Regions from separate parts of the Mus musculus genome. Here all the other regions are linked to region 2. A link is a contact called in public Hi-C and promoter capture Hi-C data. All regions are on one chromosome and are shown on one strand. The core of a region is the stretch at or near the end of the contact, and the rest is flanking DNA. Distances in the headings are between cores, read along the strand shown. Region 1 holds the start of Naa15 (N(alpha)-acetyltransferase 15, NatA auxiliary subunit). Region 2 holds the start of Ufm1 (ubiquitin-fold modifier 1). Region 3 holds the start of Noct (nocturnin).

Region 1 (3,294 bases), core at 608-3,107, 2.4 Mb before region 2:
TATATCATGTACATGTATAAAAATAATGAATACCATTATTATGTATAATTAACATGCCAATAAAACCTTACAATTTAAAAAATTATTTGTACAATTTGAAAAAACAAAATTTGCATTTAGTGCTGTGGGTATAGCTAGCTTAATGGTAGAAGTGCTTATCTGGCCAGGCAGTGGCGGCGCATGCCTTTAATCCCAGCACTTGGGAGGCAGAGGCAGGTGGATTTCTGAGTTCGAGGCCAGCCTTGTCTATAGAGTGAGTTCCAGGACAGCCAGGGCTACACAGAGAAACCCTGTCTCAAAAAAACAACAACAAAAAAGTGCTTATCTGGCATGCATAAAGCACCAGGTTAGCTCTTCAACAGCACACACTTGTAGAAAAGCTATTTATTTACTTACATCTTTGTATGTGAAGGATTTTCTTCTAGGCTTATCTATTTTATATGCATGAGCCTTTTGTCTGTGCGAGCACCCTGTGTATACCTGGCCTCTTCAGAGGTGCTGGGACCCAGCCTAGGTTCTCTGCAAGAGTAACAGGTCATTTCCCCTATGAACTCCCTCTCCAGCCCAGAATTCACTTGTTATTTATGTGTGCCAACATGGAGGTTAGAGAACAACTCTTTGGAGCCTTTTCTCTTTTTCCATCTTCATGTGAGTTCAGGGGTCAAATTCAGGCTGTCAGGCTTGCAAAGTAAGTGCCTTAATCCACTGAACCATCTCACCAACTTAATTTTCCTAAATCTTTAGAGAGATTAGTGTTCAAGGATACCCCAGGATTTGCCTGCTCTAAGCTTGCTCCCTTTTTGGTTTTTAAGAGATCGAATTCCAGGATAGCCAGGGAAACACTGGGAAATCCTGTCTCAAAACAAAACAAACAAAAACAGACCTAAAGGAGCTAAACTGCTGCACATCTTTATGACTCAGGATGCACAGATTACTAGAAGGTCCACATGAGATAATCAAGGGTAAAATGGCTCTTGTGACTCAATGGCTTGCCATTTTGTAAAGTTTTATTGTTAACTGTAATGAAACGTCTGGATCCTCTTCTCTCTCAGGCCTGACCTTGCTCAGTGGAGTCTGGCCTCTAAGGATTGAGGATTTCTGTTAACAGGCAGTTCAACAGATACAACCCTAAGCATGAATTAGAAGCCAACTCCAGGAGTCTCGGCCCTCAACTCCACCACATTAAGGTGACTCACACAGCCAGTTCCTCAACCTCGCATTATATGACTTCAGCAATGAAATAAATATACCTCAACCTTCAGAGGCTCCTTTGGCAGTATAAGTATGTCACTTCGGATCTGGCCAACACCTTTCCTGGCTATCTCTAGCAATAGTCAACAAAAATCACTGATACCCTAGCCAGCCGGGGCCCATTTCATAGGTCAAGCTCTTAGAGGCTTTTCAAGATGATTAAGCCCTCTTTTTCGGATCGGTTCACAAATTACCCTTCGCTCCCTTCTGTACACAATACAGGCACTTGGGCCTAGAACCATTATACCTCTTCTTAAAACATCTCCATTTTGGCACTTGATACTCAAGCTATGATGACACCATCTGGGTGAGTCTACCCCACCGAGAGAAAGGCAGGCCGGTCTAGCGAGAAGGGGCAGAAAGTCTGTTTCCAGAGAGGAGGCGGCGGCGGCGGAAGCGTCATTGGCGGCCCTCCCAGGCACACGGCACTGGCAGGACCGGCAGAGCCAACTCTGAAATCCGCGGCTCCGCAGGCCGGCCCGGCCTCCGCGTTCCCGGCAGGCTCCGGTGCATCGAGGGTGGGGAAGAGCGGGTCACCGCGCCTGCGCGTTGGGAGGTGTGACCCGGGTGGGAAAGCCCTCCGAGTCCGCCATTTTGGCTGCCTCTGTCGGTCTTTTCAGTTACCACGTGAACCGCCGACGGAGACCCGGGAGGGGGGAGGTGGCGGCGGCGTTAAGTGAGAAAGGGGGAAAAGGAGGAGAGAGAGAGAGAGAGAGAAAAAAAAGAAAAGAAAAAAAAAAAGAGGCGAAGGGAGTGTCAGGACAGGGCGGGCGCGGCGACCCCGGAGGCCTAGTGGCGGCGGAGTGAAGGCTTCAAGGCTGAAGTGAGCTCGGGAACGGCAGTGGCGGCGGCGGGCGGACAAACGGACTGAGCGAGCCGGGCGGTGGCGGGAGCCGCGGGAGGAGCCGGAACCATGCCGGCCGTGAGCCTCCCGCCCAAGGAGAACGCGCTCTTCAAGCGGATCTTGGTGAGTGTGAGGCGGCGAGCGGGCACCGGGGATGGTTTCGCTGGGAGCCGGGCCTGTCAGCCCCGAGCCCGGGCGGGCGAGCGGGCACCCGGCCACCCCGCGGGGACCCCACCTCGGCTGTGCTGGCTGGCGGGGCGCACTCTCAGCTCTCGTCTCGCCCCGGGAGCGCCCCCACCTCCGTCCGCGCGCCGCGGCCCGCGGGCTTCGAGGCCTCGGTTCCGGACTAGGCCCCGACTCCCCGGCATCCGCACGGCTCGGCTGCCGTTTACCCTCCTAGAGCGAAGGGAGGAGCAGCCTGGCCTTGAGCGGGGCAGCGGGCCGCACGGGCCGGGAGTCGCGGCCCCGCTCCGGACAGGGATTCTGCCGGCTGGTCGGGGTGGCACCCTCGGAAGGAACAGGTGGTGTGGCCGAGGCAGGGACTCATTCATTGCTTGAAAGCACTTCTCCCTCTCCGGCCCCGTCCCTCCCTCTTCCTCCCCATCTGGGATTCACCGGTCCCCGCCCGGCCGGGGGTCACTGTTGGACTCGAAAGAATGGACTCTTGTAGAAGCGGAGGCTACTCTGTCACCTCCATCCAGGCACTTGCATACTTGATCCTGCAGCCCCTCGGCCTCTTTTTTTGGGAGTGGGAAACGCAGCATTTGTTTGTTAGTTGGAGAGCAAAACGGCCCCACCCCGACACCCTTCTCCGGGAGGTGGGACTCATTTCTAGGGGCGGTCCGGTAGGAAGTTTCAGTACAGACTCCCCCTCCACCCCTTACTCTGAAGTTTTAAAAATAGCGGTGCAAAAACTTAGCAGGAGATAATAGAAGTGTCTTCTAAGATGGATCTTGTTGACGCTATCTCAAACTCATCCCCTGTGCTTCAGATGTTTGCGGTTTGCATAAAAATACACGCAGTGATAACTTGCGGGGGTATGGGCTTGAATCTGTTTACATTGTAAACTATGCCCTGCTTTATCGGCTCTGTCATTAATACATTGTAGCAGTTTTTGTTGTTAGTGTGAGGGTAGCTTCTTTTATACAAACTTTTTTGTGCGTGAAAGAATTAAGTGTATTCGCCAAACTTGACTTGAA
Region 2 (3,045 bases), core at 249-2,748:
CTAATCCTCAGTAGAACAAAGCAGGAAGACTGTAGAAAGGGGCTTTCCCAACAGTAGCTATGTGCTTTCTTGTAAAGGCATGGGAGATGTTTACGGGCATTCCATAAAAGTGAGAGGCGTCCCCTCTGATTTCTTTTGAATGGTGGGAAAAGGAGCTGTGGAAATTTTGAAATAAGACAAAAATACTTTCTGTGGATAGGAAAATGAGAAAATTTAGGGGAGCACAGTCGAGTGCCAGTTATGAGGGTTTCACATAAAACTCATCAGCACTATTGTAATTTCTTCAGGAACAGAGTTAAGTGCAGAGAACATAAATTTGGTTTTTCACCAAGCAAAATATTCCAAGCTATCAGAGAGGTGGCTATCAGATTCCTGGGAGTTAGCAAAGAAACGATCTTTAAAAAAAAAAAACAAAAAACAACAAAAAAAACCTAGACTACAGACTTTCGTCTGCACACGAAATGAGTGGGTATGGCACTAGGGAGGCAAAAGTGACAGAAAACTTTTAACTTTTATTGTTGAAGGCACACTGCGGTACATCATCCAGAGGAAGAGAATACAGCCATCTGAAGACAACCGTTTAGAATGAGCCCTTACGGGAGAGACGAGGGATACGTAGACCATTTTAGACATGGAAAGATAAGGGAACCACAGGCCACGAGGCTGAATGGATCACGGGTGGGAAACTTCAGAAAACGATGACAGCTGCTCTCAGCTCAGTTAGCTGGGCCTTGGTGCCACCAAACCCGTCATGAATGAAATCTATGGAAACCCTGGTCTGTCGCAGGTTAGCATAGGTCTTCCAGCTGCAGGAACTCAAAAGGGGTCAACTTAAAAATCATACTAAGATGGAGCTGGGTAACCTGTGTTAGCCATCAACTGAACTGCTGAAGCACAAGGAAGGGCCCAACAAGGACACAAGGTCCTACACCCCCATTTCCCAATCCCGCTAAGCACTTTTTATAAAGATCCAAGTGTGTGTGACTGGGAGTTCAGCACCTAGGCACCCAGTCGTTGTGTTTATACACAACAAAGCAAAAAAACTGAAGTTAAGAGTGTTCGGGTCGGACCTGTCAAAAGTCCAGACTTGGGAAGTCCTCCCTAACTTCCGGTAACAGCTGGTCCAGGTAAAGACCTTTAAATCAAGTAAACGGGTTCCATCCTCGTCCAACCTTCTTCCCGTTGCACCTGCCCACCCAGAGCGTTGCGAGGGGCCACTGGCTTTCAGCAGAAATGCCGCACCCTTCCTCCTGTCCCCCTCTGTCCCGCCAGGCCCGGCCAGCTCCAGCCCTGCCTGTCACTCACACTTTGTACGGCAGCCGCGGGTCCGACGTCAACGTGATTTTAAAGGACACCTTCGACCTGCCGGAGAGAACGAGAAGGCGTTACGGTCGGGACCGGCCACGGGGTTAAGGCCGGGACACAGGGACGGATACTTACATGGTGGAACCGCCTGACACACACCGCGCCCAGCCGCCCGCCGCGCTTCCTTGATGGCCGGCAGCGGGGGCCTTCGCGGCCCACGTCGCCCTCCAGCGCGGCTATCCACACAGCGCCTGAAAATTGTGTCGGAGCTCACAGGCTACAGAAGGCCGATAGCCCACAGTTAGACATTTCATTCTGAGTGTGTCTGTATCAAGTTGAAGTGTAAATGGTAGAGAGAGGATATGTTTCTACTTTTGGTAGTTCACTGACACATTTTTAGTCAGGCAATATAAGGGATGTCAAACAGAGCGGCCGCTAGGTCCCCACTGGCTGGTTACGGCGGAAGTAGGGACTGAGTCGAAGCCGGACGTGGCGGCGGAACTGGGGCCGGGACTCAAGGTCCGGGCGGATGAGGAAGCGTTGCGGAGTTGCTAAGCAACCTAGCAGCCGGCACAGATAGATACTAGAGAAGCTGGACTCAGTTGCTTTAACTAACAACGTTCTTTGATCTTTCTAGCATTTCTGATAATACGATTTCCATCCGTATTAACCTTATAGTTTTCTTCACATACTTCACACTTCACTACAGACTTTTTAATAATTTCAAAAGAAAGTTATCACGATAGAATTATGCTGAGATTCCTGTTAGGGCCCAGAAGAAAAAATTGTATCCTAGCACTAGCAGGTTTTGGAGGGAAAAAAAAATCATTACTATATCCCGTTGTTCTTGATGTGTCCAAATAGACTTTAACTCTAATGCAAGGTTGCCAATCAGGTACATTTGTTCAGCTGACCAATGAACCTTGTGTACAGCAGGCACTAAACTAAAGGCTGAGCTCACTGTGTACACCAGACATAACCAAAGGCTGTGATCCCAAGCAATCAGGCATAAGTCCTTTAGCATCTGTCAGTCGGTTGGATTTCTATCGTGAGAGGGGAAAGCTGTCTTTCATCTTTATCACAATGTAAACGCCAAGATAAGCATTCCATCTCACAATAACTATACCTTTAAAAAATATATACTGCAGTAAGTTGATGAAGCCAGAAATAGGCACTGAACCAAGAGGAGACCCAGTCAAACTTTAGAATGACAGGTGGATTCTTCATGAGAAATCCTGATAGATTAGAAGCTCCCTTAAGAACATTGGAACTACATCTCATCTTTCCTGTAATGTTTTCTATAATGGTCTATAATGTTTTCTCCCAAAGGTGAGAATTCTGGTGCTGACTGTAAGTAGCACTCCAATATTCTCCTGCTGTATGCCATGTAGTGAATCCAAGAGACATATACTGACTTGTAGATATGGATATCAAGGCCTGTATCTTCTAACAGCTAAAACTACATAGTTAATGTGTATGACTAAAGTCTTGTCTCTGAAGACAAAATTACCTGTCTACCCGTGCCATCTATTGAAATAACACAAAGTTAGAATACAAATTTTGGTTTGTTTCTAAGAATACACATATATTTTAAATAAAATTTGTATCTGCTCAAGTATGGAACTATGTGACACAACGCTGAAAAGGACACCATAAGTCTTGGATGGAAAGTCGTCCTGGCAGTCCAGAGCCAAGGAATACCACAAAGTCACACTACACAACACACTTCACCCGGGAGAT
Region 3 (3,135 bases), core at 131-2,630, 2.6 Mb before region 2:
TGGTGTGTGGTGGGGGTTGGGGGAGGGAGGGAGTCAGCATCCATAGATCCATTACCTAAACTGTAAACCAACTGCTGTATTTTGTTCTATCTGCAAAGCACTTGCTACCTTCTTATGACCCTTTGCCTTGCCTAATGACTCATGGGCGATTGATTGCTGTACAGATAAGAAAACTGAGCCTCAGACGCTAATAATGACCAGCTAAGGAGTTCCTGGCCCCGATGCTGTCATCGGCTTGTCAGCTGATTCATCCGTATCCTGTGGGTGTTAGATGTTTTAGGCCAGGTCTGGAAAGCATTTTGAATCCTTGGTGACGATACTCATTCAAAGTTTCTTTTCCATTCCCGGTTAGGGTTAGTCACTCCTTACACAACCTACCTGAGGTATTTCTTCAACTCATTCTCTCCTGCTTCCCTCTCCGCCTCCCCCCACCCCTTCCCTCTCCATACCCCCTTAGGTGAGAATGTGAGTCTTGGGCCTCTCAAGTGCTGTGTAAGTGCTCCACCACTGAGCAACATCTCCAGCATTTTCCTGGAACATATGGCATCCGATTAAAACACAGCTCTGACCATATCCTAGCATCCCTGCAACAGAGCTGACAAAAATAAGGGTTTTCTCAAGAGAATGTGGGTGTGTGCATCTGACTCTCAGACTATTGAAACAATGGACCCCCCAAGAAATGGGAATTTCCTTCAGGAAACTCCTGCTGGGAAAAGGAAAAGGCCTTTGCTTGAGGGGGAATTCTTTCAGGAAGCGGGAATTCACACAGTTCTATCTAGTCAGATCGCTTTGACCCGGACTGCTGAGATGTGCATACCCCTGGCCTTCTATTTGAACTTTAATCTCATTTTGGGATCCCAGAGAGAGGTTAACTCTTCGTCCTTCTACCCCATGTGGGCATATTAAGTACATCTCCTTTTTTCAGTTTTGTTCGTTTGTATTCTTGTTGTTGTTTTGAGGGTTTTGTTTGTTTGGTGTTTTTCTGTTTCTTTGTTTTTATTTTGAGACAGAGCTTCACTGTGTAGCTCTGGCCGGCCGGATCTCTCCAGACCATGTTGAAGATCCGGGCCCCTGCCCCAGTGCTGAGATTAAAGGCGGTCGCCCTCACCGCCGCACCTGCTTTCCACTTTCAATTTGGCTTTTTCAGTGGTTTATTGGATGGATAATGCTTTAAATTCGGTAACAGTCCAAATTACGTCTGGCCCATCCCAAGCAGTTGTTTTGGGTTGGGGGGGGTTGTTTTGTTTTGTTTCCCCCCCCCCTCCCCAATTCCCTTAGCCTTCATTTTCCATAACTACAGTGCTGTCTCCCAGGTGTGACTTCCAGCCCTCCAATCAGGGCCCAGCTAGCTCCAAGGCCAATTCCACCAGACCTTCTGGCAGGACTGACGCTCAACGCCCTGCAGTCCGTTTCCGCCTCTCGTGCCTGAGGGGCGGATGCTTGTCGCAGCCGCCACACAAGTAGCCAGCGCGTCCTGGTGCCTAATCTCCTTCAGCACCGCGGAGCGTGGAGCCCACAGCTCGGGGAGGACGTTCTCCCAGACACGCGCTCGCACACACTCAGCGCTGGCACCAACCCGGGATTCCCAGCCTGTGGACGCTCCCATTGCAGCCGGCGGGAGGGGACAGAGGCTCCCGGAACGCCTCTCTAACGAATCCCCGCGGTGTCAGCCAGCCCCCAGCCTCCGCCCCGTGGGAGATCTACAGTCGCTGTCACTGATCCAGACGGTCCATTCTCGGCCGGAGCTGTCCGGGTCTGACTGCGCCCTGGTCGTGCGCGCGGATCCCCCCCTCTGCAGCCACCGCGTGGTAGCGCCCGCTCCGCCGCCGCTCGCCGGTTGCTCCCCGGCGCTAGCTCCCTCGCCTCAGTGAGCCGCCGCTGCTGCCGCCGCCGCGTCTGCCTCCCGGCACAGCTCGCCCGGTCGGCGCCGAGGGACGAGGAGGAAGGAACACCCCGCAGCGCAGCGGTCCCGCGCCACCCCCACCCCACCGTCGCCCGCCCAGCTCGGCCCGGCTCGTCAGCGCGGCGGCGCCCGGCATGTATCAGAGCCCGCGGCGGCTCTGCTCGGCCCTGCTGCTCAGGGACGCCCCCGGCCTGCGCCGCACACTCGTGCCCGGCCCGCGCCGAACGCTCGCCCCGCCGGTGCTCGGATCTCGGCCCAAGTCCCCGCAACTGCAGGCGGCGGCGGCCTCGGGCGCCGCGAGGTCGCGTCCCCGAACAGGTGAGCGGGAGCGCGGAATGAATGGGCGCCGCGGGCTGGTCCCCTGCGTTCACCCCGGCGTCGCGTCGGGAGGGAGGGAACGCCGCTCAGGGGGCCTCGCTTTCCGCGTTCGTGTCTGATCCCCCTGAATCCCCGGTGGCCACAGTGACCCCAGTCGCTAACGTTTTGCTTTACCCCTCACCCCCACCCCCCGATGCAGGGCGGTAACGCTTTGGTTGCAGACGGCTTGTGGACATCCTCATGAAGGGGAAAAAATATCTAAAAATGGCATGATCTTGGGTTTGCAGGGCCTACAGGCTCTGAATCTTCTCAAAGCCCTGGTAGTAATAGCACATGTTAACTCGTTACGCTCATTAATTTATTTATGTTTTGGAAGGGGGGGAGTCTTCCACTTCGTCTTAAATCCCTGGTAAATCAACCTTTCATGAAGTCAGTTCTGTACATCATCTTGTGTTTTTTAAGTGTCTCCTTTCTGCCTAAAAGCAGATTGCGACGGTCACAAACTACATATAAATCAAGTATGGCTTTTAAATGAGTAGTTTCTCCCTCAAATCTAGCAATTACTTAATGTAGGCGCTCCTTCAGAACCAGCAATTATTCCATAGTACTTTTCTAGAAAGTGTAATTTGGTTGTTACCTCAAATTAGGTTATTGCCGTCTAACATTCGGATGCAGTAACCATCCTTATTTTACTAGAGTACATTTTGAGAGAGTATTGGTTGAATTTAAGGACAGAGTGTACATTAGAACGTATAGGTTCCCTGTGGTTGTCTTTTGTTGCCTTTTTTTCCCCCCAAGACATGGCCATGGCTGTCCTAGACCTTGTCTATGTAGACCAGGCTGGGTTCGAATTTATAGAGATCCACCCGCCTCAGCCTACCGGATGCTGGGATTAAAGGCTAGCACGTGGCGCC

The links. Hi-C and Micro-C count contacts between places; a contact is called where the count stands out from the background. Capture Hi-C pulls out chosen DNA fragments and counts their contacts.
Region 1: a promoter capture Hi-C map of liver shows a contact between it and region 2, with 2.3 times the contacts expected there. The contact joins the promoter of Naa15 here to the promoter of Ufm1 in region 2. A contact is called at or near these places in 1 of 39 promoter capture datasets (pre-B cells), 1 of 115 datasets of contacts at active chromatin or transcription factors (pro-B cells) and 2 of 9 other capture datasets (adipose tissue and liver).
Region 3: a Hi-C map of CD8 T cells shows a contact between it and region 2, with 7 times the contacts expected there. The contact joins the promoter of Noct here to the promoter of Ufm1 in region 2. A contact is called at or near these places in 2 of 39 promoter capture datasets (liver and pre-B cells) and 1 of 484 Hi-C or Micro-C datasets (CD8 T cells).

The regions. Positions count from the first base shown.
Region 1 is chr3:51,414,159-51,417,452 of GRCm38.p6, forward strand. It overlaps Naa15 (N(alpha)-acetyltransferase 15, NatA auxiliary subunit), which reads left to right and starts at 1,858. Exons shown (of 20, transcript NM_053089.3): 1 at 1,858-2,218. The coding sequence starts at 2,165. LOC108168868 (a long non-coding RNA gene) reads left to right here and starts at 2,225. Exons shown (of 2, transcript XR_001783830.2): 1 at 2,225-2,616.
Region 2 is chr3:53,862,309-53,865,353 of GRCm38.p6, forward strand. Ufm1 (ubiquitin-fold modifier 1) reads right to left here and starts at 1,499. Exons shown (of 6, transcript NM_026435.5): 1 at 1,441-1,499; 2 at 1,306-1,362. The coding sequence starts at 1,442.
Region 3 is chr3:51,223,067-51,226,201 of GRCm38.p6, forward strand. It overlaps Noct (nocturnin), which reads left to right and starts at 1,381. Exons shown (of 3, transcript NM_009834.2): 1 at 1,381-2,221. The coding sequence starts at 2,038.